Regions from separate parts of the Columba livia genome. Here region 1 is linked to region 2. A link is a contact called in public Hi-C data. All regions are on one chromosome and are shown on one strand. Each heading gives the region's core, a stretch centred on a gene start, on an enhancer-like site or on the middle of the called end of the contact. The rest is flanking DNA. Distances are from core to core; before and after follow the strand shown. Region 1 overlaps DCUN1D5 (defective in cullin neddylation 1 domain containing 5). Region 2 holds the start of LOC102089808 (interstitial collagenase).

Region 1 (2,700 bases), core at 178-2,677, 100 kb before region 2:
TCTTGTTTTGAATCTTATGTTTATAGCATTTATTTCAGAACAATAAAGATTCAGATTTGTGACAAAGGCCTAAAAGTGAAGAATGTCCCTTGAATGTGAGTGTGGTGTCTATTTTTAAACCAAATCTTTAGATTATCTTTCTCAGAAGTGCTCTTTGCTATGGATTTTTGAAGACCTTAAAAATGCTTAACTGGCACTGTTGCTTGCTGATGATATGATTGTGTGACAAACATGAGAAAGAATGACTGATTTTTGAAGCCCTGGGTGGGAGTGTGCTAATTTGTATATTAAGTATTGGACATGGGTTGTGCCCCAGTTTTCAGCTCCTTGTGGAGATAAAGCCCTTAAACTGTTATTTTTCTCTTTTTGGTTCAGTACGCACCCAGTGGCATGGCATTTAGTGGCAGGCCCTTTTAAAGAAGAAAGGTGTAGAGCGTATGGCTCTGTGTGCAGAATGAAAACTGATTGCCTGTGCTTCAGATGATGAACAACAGATACTCTGGTACAGTGAGGCAGCTTCAAATTTTTACTACAGTTTAGACTTCAGATTGCTTTGTATAAAAAGTGCAATTTATATTTTAAAAGGGAAAGCCGGAAAGACTTGGTTTCAGGCTTTGCTTCTTATATGTTTTAGACTGGAAGCATTCACAACACGACTTTTTATCTCCCTGTATGCTTTTCATAATGTAAGTCAAAAAGAGATTATTCAGTCACCTACCTTTGGCCTGTATATAACAGGCTATATTAACATGTACCTTGTTACTCATGTATTGAGTCCAACAACTACTGCAATTGCCCTTTCAGGCTCTCAGTACTTACAGCAACCTTTGAATACAGTAGAAGTTTGTCACTCTGCCTTCCTGTCCAGGAGCCCACATGCTGCCCTTGAAAAGTCAAGGAGTTGTGATGAGTAAATGTGAGAAACTGAAACAGAATGAGACAATGGAGCATTTGTAACTTCTACTTGATTATGTAAATGCATTATGTAGACTGTGATGATGCCATGAGACTCCAGTCGATGATCAAGGCCTCATTGTGCCAAATATTTCAACAGCTTGAAATAAGAATAGACAATGTAAGTTAGGCATGACTTGAAGATCTTTGCCTCAGGGAAATGACTTCTGTTTTGCACATCATTTAGTCAGACTAACAAGCATAAGTTTTCCTGTCCCTAAGGAATACTTTATTCTCAAGACTTTTTTTTTTTTTTTTTTTACAGGGAAGGGTTAAAAAAAAAGTTGTGAGGAAAAATTAAATAATAATAAGAGGGACAAACTAGTAGTGTGTACCTGTGCTCTTGTTCTACTAAAGAGGACCACGCTTGCAGGTTACCTGCTTGCTTTGAGCTGCAGGAAGCAAGGCAGTGGTGGCCCAGGGGCTGTTCTGCAAGTCATCTGGTAGTGCAGTTGAATCTTCGCTCAGTTCCGCCCAGGTGAAAAAAAGCATTGGGGGCGGGAGTGGGAGGGAAGTTGAGATATTTAGAAGATCTCTGCTTGGCCTCATGTAGGCTACAGCAGTTCTCTTCAATATGTTTCAAGCTGTCCATTTGCATTGCTGATTATTCAGATTTCACTCACAACAGAGTGCCTTTCATTTGGAAATTGCCCTACCCCACAGAAAGTTAGTGCCAGAATGAGATTAACTTGGAGAGTCCCAAGATCTCCTGCTAGACTAAGGTCCTAAGATGCACAGATAAACATGCACCAATGAGCTTATGTCAAGGGAAGTACTGCTGTGTACTAAATCTCTGCAGGGGCACTGATACTGAAACGACTTTCTCAAATTGACTACAGTTGCTCTCCTTGCTTAGTATGTTTAGTCCCCATTATCACTGAGAAATTTTCTTTGCAAAAGTTTTGAAATACTGGTTAGAAGATGAATATTTTATAGTGTGATTAAAAAAAAGATCATATTTTTTAGGTAACTGCAAACTGTTGTGAATTCAATATAAACCAGTTGGTCCTAGAGGATGGTATTAGAGTCTCACAGTAGGAGTGATGCATCTACCAATCCGAGGTGGTCAAGTACTTACGGTTAAGGTCTAAGACACAATGTGATGTATCATTTGTATCTCTGTTAAGGTTTTATCAGTATTCCTATAATAAATCCATGTTTCAGGGATTTATAACTTGGTTGTGTGTGTGGTGGAAAATCATCAGTTACTGTAAAACTTTGACTGGGAATGAATGTATTTAAACTACTTAAAATCAATATAGTTTTTCAAATTTGAAATAGGATTTTAAGTTATGTTTTTGTGCTCAAAACTGCAATCAGATTTATTGTTTAAATGTGAACTAATGGCTTGTACAGTTTCATTGTGAGCTGATCACTTTTATTAGCTATCCTCAATTAAATCACCTTGCAGCTTACTGTGGATAAGTGCCAAAAGCTGTTTATTTATTTTATTTTTTGAAATTTTGTGCATGTCCACAAGCCAAAACTGAGTTCATCTAGATGCTTTCTTTAGTCTTTGAATTTTAATTTTGCTTTGCTCAGGTGCATTTCAGTCTATTGAATTAAAAATGTGACACCTTATTTTTCAGTATTCTAAGATGAAAGTTCACAGGTGAAATATGCTGCCACAGTTGTGACAAATAATAAAATTGAAGGTGAAATGTCTTCCAAAACTAAATCATAGTGGTGTCTATCTTGATGTTACAAACTTCACTTAAATCTCACTTCCATTTCTTGATGTTAATT
Region 2 (2,703 bases), core at 6-2,505:
TGCTGGAATAAATGTAAGGCTCCATCCATAGTAGCAAATGGCACAGCTTCCCAGTTATCTCCTGGTCCCTCATCTGCTAATTACCAAAACCCATGCATGTTAGTTGCTCCTTAGCAAATCTAGCAACTTCCTCCAAAATGAGTCTTATATGTGGACCTGGGGACCCTTAACTGCAGCCATCACTCCCGGAGGTCAATGTGGACATGACTGTCCCAGGCTGGATCTCTCCTTCCCTGCACCGGTACCTGGTGGCACCCCAACAAACTCATACCTGCTTGCACCTTTCCATGCTCTGTGCACACTCCAGGCTGTGCAACACCTACCCACAGGCAGCCAGAAATACGCCCTCCTGGATGGAGGACAGTTGATGTGTCATGTTGTACTACGCAGGGACAGGAGTTGGACTCGAGGACCCTTGTGGGTCCCTTCCATCTCAGGACATTCTATGATTCTATGGCTTAAACATGGTCATTGCCTCACAGCAAGTATTTTAAACTGCAGAAACACTCAGGAAAACATTTTTGCAAGGAGTGCATCAGGGGATTCATTAAGTATATTATGAAGTCTGTGCATGGCTGGTTTGCTATGGGAGGTGTCCCCATGCTGCTATGCACCATTGTGTAGAGGTTACACCTGGGAGAAGATGTTGTTTGCAGTGTAAGTGTATTCAGAGTTTTTCTGAGCTCTTTCCAGAAGTTGTTAGAGAATATTAGTTTTTACACCTGCAATAAAATAATTTATTTTTTTTTCCCTAGACTTTTTTTATTTCTTCTGTGGAAGAAAGCAATTTGAGTTTGATCCTGATAAGAAGAGAGTTACACGCCTCCTAAAGACAAACTTCTGGTTTCCATGTTAAGAAAACTAAATCTGTAACGGTGTGGGAAAAAATGTAGTGTTATTGCACTAGAAACAGGTTTTCTTTTATAAATATATGGAATGTATAGGTACGTCAACATTAGCCAGCAAACCTCAGCCCCTGCACAATCTGTGTTTCTGTACATAACAGAATAATATTTAACATACTGTTGTGTATGTATGTACATAATTAACATCAAGACTGCTAGTTTACCAAAGAAGAATGCAGTATTTACTTTTGATCCAAAATTGTGTCTTGTTTGGTTGGTTGGTTTTTTTTAACACAATCTTCACTCTTCATGTTGTACATCACCCTACACAGAGCCCTACCAGCCAGGAGTCCATAAGGAAGAGCATTTCAGACTAGACATTAGGAGGAAATTTTTTATAATGAGGGTGGAAAAATACAGGAACAGGTTACCCAGAGAGATGGTAGATGCCCTATCCCTGGAGACATCCCAGGCCAGGCTGGACGGGGCTCTGAGCAACCTGATCTAGTTGAAGATGTCTCTGCTCATGGCAGGGCGGTTGGACTAGATGACCTTCAAAGGTTCCCTTCCAACCCAAACTATTTCATGATTCTACGATTTCTGTTCCTAGAACAACTGGGATTGCTTTCGACAAGTTTCAGATATTTCAAAGTTAAGCAAGTAGGCTAATCAAAACTATCATTCATAATTGCAGACAGACAGGAGCTCCAAAGAACAATCTCTCCCAGCCTGAGGTGGGTGGCTGGGGATGGGAATATTCCTTTTCATTACTGGCTGGAGAGGCAGCATGCTTGAGCAGTCCCTGTTAGACACTGATTATAAAAGGCTAAGTTTAAGTGTGATGAATACTACCCTAAGATATTTATTGATATAGGTGTGATTAAAGGCTCATCTTTAAAGGAGCAGAGGAGAGCCCCAGTCATCCCTGACCTGCTTCCGTTCCTCTCCATGCTCCCAGGGAAGCCCCCATGGTCTGGGGGACACCCATCACCATGTGTCAAGAGTAGAGGGTCCCCACCATCTCACAGGCTGAGGGGTCACTGCCAGAGACACAAGGGGAAGAGATTTGAGGATTTTATAAAACTTACTATAGCATCTTTGAAGGGGACTGTGGGAATGTACAAAATTTATTATGGGATGATTAGGGGAAAACCAAAGGCGAGGAAATGGAAGGATCAAAGGAAGGAACAGTTCTGGGAAAATAAACAGATAAGAGGATTAATGGGGCTGATTACGTGACAATAGGCTGCAGGTCAGTGTGCTGCTTAGGCCATGCCCTGGACATTTGGTTCTGTCTTCTCAGTAAATCCTGTCTTATGTGTGGGTGAGCTCTTTCAACATGCATTTGAGTGAAATTCAAGATGGACTGGGTGAGTAGGTTAAGAGATCTGAGTACCGGCAGCTGGAGCATGGCTGCCAGCTGCAGGGACTCGTATGTAACTAGGGATACAGGATGTGTGGGGGCATCTACTGTTTGTGTTTCTATGTCAATGTTTCACCAGTGGACGAATGTGAAGAGGAGGAACAGATGTGGCCTCCAGTTCCTTTTGTATTTGTGCAAGTGCTCCATGTTTTCTGTCTGCGATGATCTCTTTGATGATCGAGTTGGAGGCCTGTATCTAGTGGAGTGCCTCAGGGGTCAGTACTGGGACCAGTACTATTCAATATATTTGTCAGCGACTTGGATGAGGATTGCACTGTCAGCAAGTTTGCTGATGACACCAAGCTGGGAGGAGTGGCTGACACGCCAGAAGGCTGTGCTGCCATCCAGCGAGACCTGGACAGGCTGGAGAGTTGAGCAGGGAAAAATTTAACGAAATACAACAAGGGCAAGTGTAGAGCCTTACATTTGAGCAGG

What was found. A called contact is a pair of places that touch in the nucleus more often than the background predicts.
Region 1: a Hi-C map of crop shows a contact between it and region 2, with 1.9 times the contacts expected there. The contact joins the enhancer-like site here to the promoter of LOC102089808 in region 2. A contact is called at or near these places in 2 of 2 Hi-C or Micro-C datasets (crop and liver).

What each region holds. Positions count from the first base shown.
Region 1 is chr1:16,427,193-16,429,892 of bColLiv1.pat.W.v2, reverse strand. DCUN1D5 (defective in cullin neddylation 1 domain containing 5) reads left to right here. Exons shown (of 8, transcript XM_065047521.1): 8 at 1-2,700. Among named protein-coding and RNA genes, the nearest start is that of DCUN1D5, 16 kb to the left of the region's middle. Within about 2 kb of position 1,427, at least 1 of the 3 cell types and tissues checked has an H3K27ac peak away from gene starts, as active enhancers do.
Region 2 is chr1:16,322,886-16,325,588 of bColLiv1.pat.W.v2, reverse strand. LOC102089808 (interstitial collagenase) reads left to right here and starts at 1,255. Exons shown (of 11, transcript XM_065047074.1): 1 at 1,255-2,703. LOC102089618 (stromelysin-1) reads left to right here. Exons shown (of 10, transcript XM_065046899.1): 10 at 756-1,104. The coding sequence ends at 856.